Regions from separate parts of the Ovis aries genome. Here all the other regions are linked to region 2. A link is a contact called in public Hi-C data. All regions are on one chromosome and are shown on one strand. Each heading gives the region's core, a stretch centred on a gene start, on an enhancer-like site or on the middle of the called end of the contact. The rest is flanking DNA. Distances are from core to core; before and after follow the strand shown.

Region 1 (3,155 bases), core at 201-2,700, 330 kb before region 2:
ATAGCAGGAGGCTCCAGCTTAGACCCTTCTGGAAGCTCTATTTGAGTCTTAGCTTGGGCTGCCTCTTAGCCAAAGAACACCATAAAGTTTATTCTCCAGCATAGGGACCTCTGATTTCCTCATTCAAACAGCGCTGCTCAATTACCAACGTCTGAAATCCCTCCTTGAATCTCCGGGGAGCCCCAACCTAGAGTCTCCTGCATTGTCCACACCCCTAGTAAGAAGCTGCCACTAACTCAGGGGAGAGGCTATTTATGGGCTTGCTTCTCTACACTGGTTTTTCAGGCCGGGAGAGATTTCGCTTCCCGACGCTGCCCCATCTCCCTCCTTCTATGGGTATCAGTTCATTAAGGGCAGATGCTGGGAACAACTGTTACCCTTTAAAACACCCGCCTGGATTCTGCTCCAACTGCCCTCCCAAAATTAGGAAGCATGAGGCCTCCACTAGCAGGGTGTTTGCAAAGCTAGGGGTGGGCAGACACCCCCACACTGAGAAACAAGATTCGGGGAAATGCTGCTTTAAACACCCAGACAAGCAGCTCCAGAAAGTAAACCTTTTCAGGAAGCTTGTCTGGCTCCACCCCGATGATGCTAGGGCCCAATGGCAGACTCTGACCTAGGGCCACGTCCAGCCCAGCCTCGTGGGTGCACAAAAGGGGGCGTTACCATTCCCTAGGACGTTCTGTGTCCACCTGCCAATAGGGAGCTGGAGCAGAGAAGGGCACCACCCCTGTGAAGCTCGAGTGTCAGTTCTCCATCGGGTTTTATCCAAAGGGGATGAGGACTTTGCCAGCCACACGCCTGGCTTGGCATAAGGTGTGTCAGCATAGAGACCATCAGAGGGACCTAGAAAGGTCATTCCATCCAGTGCCCTGGAAGACCAGCACTCTTGCCCATAAGACTTAATTAGGATGCCAGGCACAGCACAGCTTCTAGAACCCAGGCCCAATCTGCCAGGATGCTCGCTGCCACGTCGGAGGAGGAGCTGGTGCACACAACTCTCCTGGGGTTTCCCAGCCTGGAGCTCCGCCCCCGAGGGCCCGGGAGGCTGGGGCGGGGCCTGTGGCTGCTCCCAGGAGGGAGGCAGGAGGAAAGCGCTGTCAGACACAGCAAGGAGAGCAAGGGGCCGGCAGGCAGAGGCCTCGTGGGTGGGGAGGGAGGGTCCTTCACCAGCAGCCCAAGCGGCTACCCGCAGAAGTGGACGCCAGAGGGGAACGGGGAGGGGCGGGCGGCGCTGCACTCCTGGGCAGACTCACCTTCCTCTCCAGGAATGATGCGATCAGGCCGAAGTTCTTGGGGTGCTGCATGAATCTGCGAGGAGAGAAGGGCGGGCCTGAGACCAGGCCGAGGGGGGCTGCCCGGCTGGGCGGCCGCCGAGCTCCCGGGCGCCTGCCATCTCCGCGGGCCCGGCTGGACGGGCGCCGCCCCACTCGGAGCAATTAAGCCCAGGGGGGTGTGGGAAGGGCCGAGGCGGGCGGGACCGAGGGGTAAGAGAGGGCGTTCCTTGGAGTGAGTCACTAGTTTTAGCGCCTTTGAAAATACATTTGTTTGTCCTGCTAGAGGCGGGTTCCAGGAAAAATGAGGACATTACATGCAGCCCTGTGGTGGGGTTCCCCCCCTTTAAAAAATCTGCTTTTGTTTCTATCTCCGGCTGGGCCTGGGAAGCTGGGCCTCGCCCGGCCCACACGGGGCCCCCAAGGGCGAGGTGACGGCACAGAATCTCGAGGCTGCCGGGCCTCCCCGGGAGATGGGAGCAGAGGCTCCGAGTGCCCGCGGGGAGGCGAGCAGGAGGCAAGCCAGCCCAGGAGGCGGCAAGAAGGGACCGAAGTTGGAGGGGTGGCGGGGAACTGGCGCCCCACCAACTGGCTTCCTGCGAAGCCGAGAGAATTACTGGGAAAGAGCTCGGCCAGGCTGAAATGTCAGGGCCACAGGAGCAGGCGGACGGCGGGGGTGGAGATGTGGGTCACGGCTGCTGGGGCCCCGGGGATGCTGGGCGGGGCCTTGGCTGCTCCGCCCCCCCCCCCCCCCCACCCCGCCACGACACACCACCACCCCGCAGCCTCCCTGGGGAGGGAAGAGGCTGCTGGGGAGGCAGGGGCCCCGGGTCCCCCACCCCCACCCCCACCCCCAGGGAGTCCGGGCCAGGGCTGGCGATCATCCTGCCCAGCCCTCCAGATGGCTGGGCTGGAGGCCAGCCGGCCCCTCCCCGGCTCCCCAACCAGACACTGGAGAATCCGGAACAGCCTCTCTGTCTTCCCAGAGGAAGCCGCGAGTCAGGCAGGCTTCCCGGCCTGCAAGCCCGCCTCAGGCAGCTTGCAGAGCTGGAGGCGGCCTAACGCCCTGATTTTCCAGACAGACAGAATCTTCCCTTTCTCTCCCTGCCCCTGTGACACTTCCTTCCCCCACCCCCCACCCCCCAAAATATCCCTTCCTTGGGGTTTCCCCAAGCAGAGATGGGGCCCTCAGGAGACCAAGAAGCAAACTCAGAGGATTCCCTTAGGTCAACTGTTCACCTCCCTCCAACTTACACCTGTATCCTCTGCGGATGTTTACTGAGAATTTACTCTGACATGGGGCACCTCAACAGCCACACAAGGAAGCACTGAGGCTACACCCATTTTACAGATGTGGAAACTGAGGTTCAGGGAGGAGAAGTGGCTGTTCGAAATCACAAGGCCATTAAGTGAGCTCTACGGCACTAACACACGATTTTCAAAGGCCCTGAGTGCTATAACTTCCACTGAAAAGGAGTGATCACCTGGCACCCTGAAGGACACAAGCTGCCAACTTGGGTCTCAGCCCACATCAGCCCAGCCTGGGTCCCCCGTTCTTCAGCTACTGTACTAACAGTATGCAATCATTAGGTCAGAACAGGAAAGCTCCAGAAAGGCCAAAACATAGAAAGCACCCCCAGAAACCTCTTTTCTTAAAAAAAAAAAAAGCATAAATAAAAATAGGAAACATGTTAGGGGGATTTAAATATCTAATGCAACAGTAATTCTTGGAATCCATGACCATACTATAGTTGGTTCTTAAAGTGTAAAACACCTAACAGAGAGAACTTGATTCAATGGCAGGGCAAGCACGTCTGTGAGCATGAGGACCTAGAAAGGAGCCACTAAGTACCTGGGTTTTCTGTCCCTGAGCAGTAGTCC
Region 2 (2,978 bases), core at 320-2,819:
AAGGTGTCACTTTGGGAACGCATATAACCACTAGCTCTCTTGTTAAGTTTTGGGCAGATAAAACCTTCCACTAGCTACCCTACCACTCAGAGACCAAACACCAGGCCTTCTAGGCATATTGACATTGCTGCCTGGTTCTGCGGGCATTTGAACTTGCCCCTGGTGGCTCAGACAGTTAAGAATCTGCCTGTGATGCAGGAGATCCGGGGTCAGTCCCTAGGTCGGGAAAATCCCCTGGAGAAGGGAACAGCTATCCACTCCAGTAGCCTTGCTTTGAGAATTCCATGGACAGAGGAGTCTGACAGGCTACAGTCCACAGGGTCCCAAAGAGTCAGACACAGCTGAATGACTGACACTTCCACTGATCTCCACATAACATTTAAAGAAGCTAGTTTTACACAGTAGAGATCCATCCATGATTCACCTGGGAGAACGCCCACGCCATGTGTGAGAGCAACACCTCCTGGGGATGTACGGTTTCACAGCTCACCTCTACTAGACGTTATGGATACTTAAGTAAACTGCATCCTGAATGTTTGATCCAAGAGTACCTTGTGACGCGTTTGTCTTTTCAGGACTTCCCTGGAGGTCTAGTGGTTAAGATGTGCTTCTCCTGCAGGGGGCAAGGGTTCAACCTCTGATCAGGGCGCTAAGATCCTGTATGGCGTATAGCGCAGCCAAAGAAATAAAGAAAAGTCCTCTATGTGACCATCATGAGGACCTATGAAATCAATGCAACAGGAATTAGAGTGTCTTTTGGAGGGAGGAGGGCAGGGGCACCAAGGGGTCAAAGGGACTTGCCTGCAGAATACAGCATGTTGGGGCCTCTTTTGCAAACAGCTCTGGCTTCCAAACCCCACTGGCTGCCTAATCTCTAGATCTGATATCATGGAAGAAACCATGTCCTTCCCCCAAACAGTTGCAGCTGCCACAGCCAGAGACCACAGGGGCTGGGTCACCACCCTGTGACCAGACACTCTTAGTGTCTTCTCTGGGAGTTCCTGTCCCCTAAAATGGAAGAAATTCCAGCAGCCCAGGGAAAAGCAGATGGGGCAGGCCATGGGCACAGATGGAAGATCCCAGAGACCAGAACAACATTGCACAGTTCTGAGAGCCTGCCACAAACCAGGCCACCACAAGGATGCCGTCCACACCACATTATTCCAGCCCATCTGCTGAGATGTCTTCCCCGGGGGAGCGGAAGTCCCATTTCATCATGGAAGTTGAGGGGGTGGATGAGAGTCAGTGTGCAGAAATGTGCATCGTGACTGATGTTGCTCAAACATCTGTCACTTAAAGTTGAAAACAAACATCTCCATCTCCAAGGACCCCCTTCATCTTCAGCTGAGGACCTCTGGATGTTATCAAGTTTGCTGCGGCTCAGGCCTCATGGCAAAAGTGCCTGTGAGATCTGGGAACATTCACGACTCCAGACTCCAAGACACGGCCACTTGGCCTTCACCCTCTGGGGAGGCATGCCAGGCCTGGAACCCTCAGAAGCTGGCACCCGAGCCCTGGGAGAGAACAGTCTGAGAAACAGCCCCCACTGAAGCAGTGGCCCTTAGCCCTCCCTCTGGCAAAAGTCCTGGGCGGCTTCCTCCAGTCTCCTCTGCCCTCCCTTTGCAGTCTTGTTGTGGGTGTGAGAGAGCCAAGCACTATTTTTAGCAGTGTTTATTCTTACTCTTCTCCTTCCCTCCCGTTCTCGACCTCTCTGGAACGAGCCTAGATGTACCCCCGCTAAGGGCTTTTCTGGCATCGCAGGGCACGTGTTGGTGTGTGGGACCTCTTTCTGGATGCAGCCACGATTGAGTTGGGAATAACAAACTTTTCAATCTCAGATGCTCCAGAATCAGGACCCGTCTGTATATTTGCTTGAAAATGACGTTCCTCAAAGCTGGTTTCCCCAGCATGATTTCCAGAAAGGATACAAGACAGCAGGAGTCTCTGGACTTCCCTGATGGTCCAATGGTTAAGACTACACACTTCCAATGAAGGTTCAATTGACCCAGGTTCAATCCCTGCTCAGGGAAGTTCCACATGTCACACAGTGCGACTGAAAAAATAAATAAAATAAAAATAAAGATGCACATACCTTTAAAGGGGGCTTCCCTGGTGGCTCAGATGGTAAATAATCTGCCCACAATGTTGGACACCTGGAGTCAATCACTGGGTCAGGAAGATCCTCTGGAGAAGGGAACGGCTACCCACTTCAGTATTCTTGCCTGGAAGATTGCATAGACAGAGGAGCCCGGCAGGCTACAGTCCATGGGGTCGCAAAGAGTTGGACCCAACTGAGCGACTAACACCTTCAGTTTACTTTCATACCTTTAAAGGTGGGGTGTAGAGGGGGCAGTATTTTCCTGGTGGTCCAGTAATTAAGACTCTGATCTTCCAATGCAGGGTTCCCAGGTTTGACCCCTGCTCAGAGAACTAAGATGCATGCCACATGGTACCACCAAATATATATATATATATATATATTTTTTTTTTTTATTAAAAAAGAGAGTAGGAGTCTCTGACAAACAACAGTCATGAGTCCTGGTTAACTGGACCACGAGGAGATGCGCTGGGTGACAGACAAGCACGCATGCCCCGGACCCAGCTGCTGAGCCTAAAATCTGAACTCTGACACTTAGCAGCCATAAGACCTTGGGTGTTTACCTGTCCTCTCTGCACCTGTCTCCTCATCTGTAAAAAGATGGTGATGATAAGAACATTCACCTGGGTTATGAGGAAAATGAGACGCCCTCATATGAAGAGTTTAAAGCAGTGCATGGCACATAGGAAGCATTCAGTTAATGTTGGCAGCAACCTGTTTTAGGAGAGGAAACCAGTCCACCAGAGCCTGGCTCTGGGCCAAGAGTCCCCAGCATCTGCGACTTGGATGAGGCTGAGGCCCATCTCTGGGTGGGGGCAGGGCGCAGTGTCAGCCACGAGGCCTGGAGCCACCAGGAGCCACTCTCCAGACCAGGTTGAAG
Region 3 (2,862 bases), core at 211-2,710, 350 kb before region 2:
GGTGCTGATGAAGCCATCAGGACACAGAGAGGTCAAATAGCAAGTTTGCAACGAATGCTGGGATTCTGAATCCCCAGCCCAAGACTCACCCAGCTCAGCGCTCTGCTGCGGGGTGACGGCCTCCTCGCTGTTGGCCTCGTTGGCCATCGAGCGGGTGATGCGGCCTTTGCGTCTCCCCTGACTGTTGGCGGTTTTCCGGCCTTTGGAGGTCACTGCCTCCTTCTCATCGTTGTCTTCCCCAGAGGTGTCGTCCGTCTTCTCCCTAAGGCCAGAGAGGGGAGGCAAGGATGGTTTCACCTGGGCCAGGAACCTAAACGGCAGTTTCAAGACAGCCGCTTTTCTTTAGCAAGATGAGCGCTGGCTGCCAGCGATTTTCTACTAGCCCAAGGGAGCGGAAAAAAGGGGGAAAGCTCGGGGTAATGCGGTAGCAATCTGCAAGGCTCCTTTATTCACCAGATTGAGGGAATGAGGCTGCTAGAGGTCTGCAATGCCATCTTATTTATCAAAAGGGAGGTGAGAGCTGGTAGCTGTCATCTGCTTTATTCTCCAACAGGGATGTGGGCTGGTAGGTAACTGATTGCCTTATTTTATTCATCCAGTGTGGGTATGGGCTGGTGGCTATCTGCAAACCCATTTTTTCTTAAGTTATTTATTTGGCCGGGGTAGGTAGGTCTTCATTTCTCCAAGGGCTTTTCTCTAGTTGTGGAGAGTGGGGGTTACTCTCTAGTTGTGATCAGGCTTCTCATTGCAGTGGCTTCTATTGTTGCAGAGCACCAGCTCTAGGGCACATGGGCTTTCAGGAGTTGTGGCTCCCGGGCTCCAGGCTTGTAGGCTCAGTAGCTGTAGCACACGGGCTTGGTTACTCCAAGGCATGTGGGATCTTCCCGGACCAGGGATCGAACCTGTGTCTCCTGCATCGGCAGGTGGATTCTTTACCACTGAGCCACCAGGGAAGCCCTGCAAGCCCATTTTATACATCAACTAGAGATGCTCTCTGCTATCCGTTTGCAAGCTTACTGGATTAAATGCATAGGGGTGCAGGCTGGTACACCCTTCAGGCTACTTTACTCCCCACAGAGGAGATGTCCCCCTCCCTACCAACAATGCTAACTCTGCCTTCTGTGTTATCACGGGCCACTGGGGCTTGCAGAAAACGCAAGAGGAGAGTATTCCGCCGGCCTGATGCAGGCCGAGTCAGGTGTGTGGGGAGCATGTGACCTCAATAGCTGGGGCTGGGACTCTTCTTAGAAGCCGACTCAGGGGAGTTTACTGCAGGGCCGCTCAGATTTATCACCACCACCTTCCATTCATCTTCTTGAAGGCCCTCGCAGGAACGTCTGGCAGACAGGGGGTAACGAAGCCAGATGTTCTCAGAAGCCACATTCCTGAGCTTGCTCCAGGTACCTGGCGCTAAGTTGTGCCCGCCCCCCCCTTCACCCCTTGCTCGGAGTGAATCTCCAGCTGGCGGTGCTCCACCCCTGGCAGGCACGGGAGGCCGTCAGGGGCCCCGAGGCGAGGCTGTGCCTTGATCTGCAAGAACTCACACTGACAGCAATAATTCTAAAGGTGAGGGCTGCCGCCTGCGTGTACCTCGTCCTCTCAGATCTGCCCCCCTCCCGCTCTCAGCATCTCAGGAGACTCAGCGGAGGAAAGGGGAGAAGACGGGGAGGTGGGGCAGGGGGGTGAGGCAAAGAGTTCCAAAGTCATTGCCTGGATTTATTAGCTCAGGAGTAGAGCTCAAATGAGCCATCAGTCTCTAAGGTCTCCAGAGGCTTCAAGAGAAAGGCGGGCAGGTGGAGGAAAGAGAGAGGAACAGGCTTCCGGAAGGGAGGAGGAGGGGGGTGCGTGCTGCCAGGGGACCGGCAAAGGAGAAAGCGCTTCCCTTCTCAGCAGGAGATCTGCTGTAGATAGACGGCAAATGCTCACACGCCTTTACGGAGGGTGGAGGGCGGGTGGCCTGCAGGCTGAGTACCAACCATGGCCCCCCTGCTAGCCTGCCCGCCCGCCTGCCACCTGGGGGTTGTGGCCGGGCCCCCCGCAGGACCACCGGGCTGGCCTTACTTGATCAGCTCCTCCTTGTCATTCTCCACGTCAGGCTTCTCCTCCTCCTTCTCCACCTCCTTCTCCTTCTCCTTCTCATCTTTCTCCTCCTGGCTGCTGCGGGGCATCTGCTGCTGCTGCTGTTGCTGTTGCTGCTGCTGCTGCCAGGCCCCAGGGGAAGGCAGGGGGCAGTGGGGGAGAGAAGGACACAGTCAGGCAGGCAAGGCTCTGCACCTGGACTGAGAGCTGGAGGGGAGGGGGAGTCCGCGGGAGCCCCCTTCTCCAACACCTACACTGTGAGCTGGGCAGAAAGCCCCACAATCTGGGGCACTGGGAGGCAGGAGTCAAAGGGCAAGGTATAGAAAGTGCTCGTGTCAGACCCCTGGCCTCTGGCACTTGGTGACTGCGTGACCTTGGATGAGAGTCTTAAGCTCTCTGTGCTCCGATTCTTCCCTTTGAAAGCATGCCTACCCCTCAGCCAGGCATGGGGAGGCCAAAACGAGCGAATGCTTACAGAGTTGGCATCTGGCACCAGGATTTAAGCGTGGTGGGAGCCCCAAGGCAGGAGGGTGGGGCCCTGGTCAGCTTCAGGCAAGAGCAGGGTGAACACAGGGAAAACTGGGTCACAGCCTGAGTTCCCTGCCTGCCTGCTTGCCTGACTGCCCCAGACAAAAGCTCAGGCCAGCTCTCCAGGCCTCAGTCTCCACATCTGTAAAATGGGTAGACGGAAGGGCTGTCCCCAGGCCCATTCAGGATGGCTGCTGCTATGACGAGGGCCTGCTTTTGCTGCCGTGGGCCTGGTCTTCCTCTCCAGTGAGTCAG

What was found. Hi-C and Micro-C count contacts between places; a contact is called where the count stands out from the background.
Region 1: a contact with region 2 is called in a Hi-C map of tail adipose tissue, with 5 times the contacts expected there. The contact joins two enhancer-like sites. A contact is called at or near these places in 4 of 16 Hi-C or Micro-C datasets (liver, omental adipose tissue, retroperitoneal adipose tissue and 1 more).
Region 3: a Hi-C map of hypothalamus shows a contact between it and region 2, with 6 times the contacts expected there. The contact joins two enhancer-like sites. A contact is called at or near these places in 7 of 16 Hi-C or Micro-C datasets (blood, hypothalamus, liver and 4 more).

Annotation. Positions count from the first base shown.
Region 1 is chr17:51,401,061-51,404,215 of ARS-UI_Ramb_v3.0, reverse strand. NCOR2 (nuclear receptor corepressor 2) reads right to left here. Exons shown (of 50, transcript XM_060401093.1): 15 at 1,257-1,311. Among named protein-coding and RNA genes, the nearest start is that of TRNAG-CCC, 94 kb to the right of the region's middle. Within about 2 kb of position 1,450, at least 36 of the 54 cell types and tissues checked have an H3K27ac peak or open chromatin away from gene starts, as enhancers often do.
Region 2 is chr17:51,070,927-51,073,904 of ARS-UI_Ramb_v3.0, reverse strand. No RefSeq gene overlaps it. Among named protein-coding and RNA genes, the nearest start is that of SCARB1, 100 kb to the right of the region's middle. Within about 2 kb of position 1,569, at least 24 of the 54 cell types and tissues checked have an H3K27ac peak or open chromatin away from gene starts, as enhancers often do.
Region 3 is chr17:51,418,474-51,421,335 of ARS-UI_Ramb_v3.0, reverse strand. It overlaps NCOR2 (nuclear receptor corepressor 2), which reads right to left. Exons shown (of 50, transcript XM_060401093.1): 17 at 2,062-2,201; 18 at 90-262. Among named protein-coding and RNA genes, the nearest start is that of RFLNA, 95 kb to the left of the region's middle. Within about 2 kb of position 1,460, at least 3 of the 54 cell types and tissues checked have an H3K27ac peak or open chromatin away from gene starts, as enhancers often do.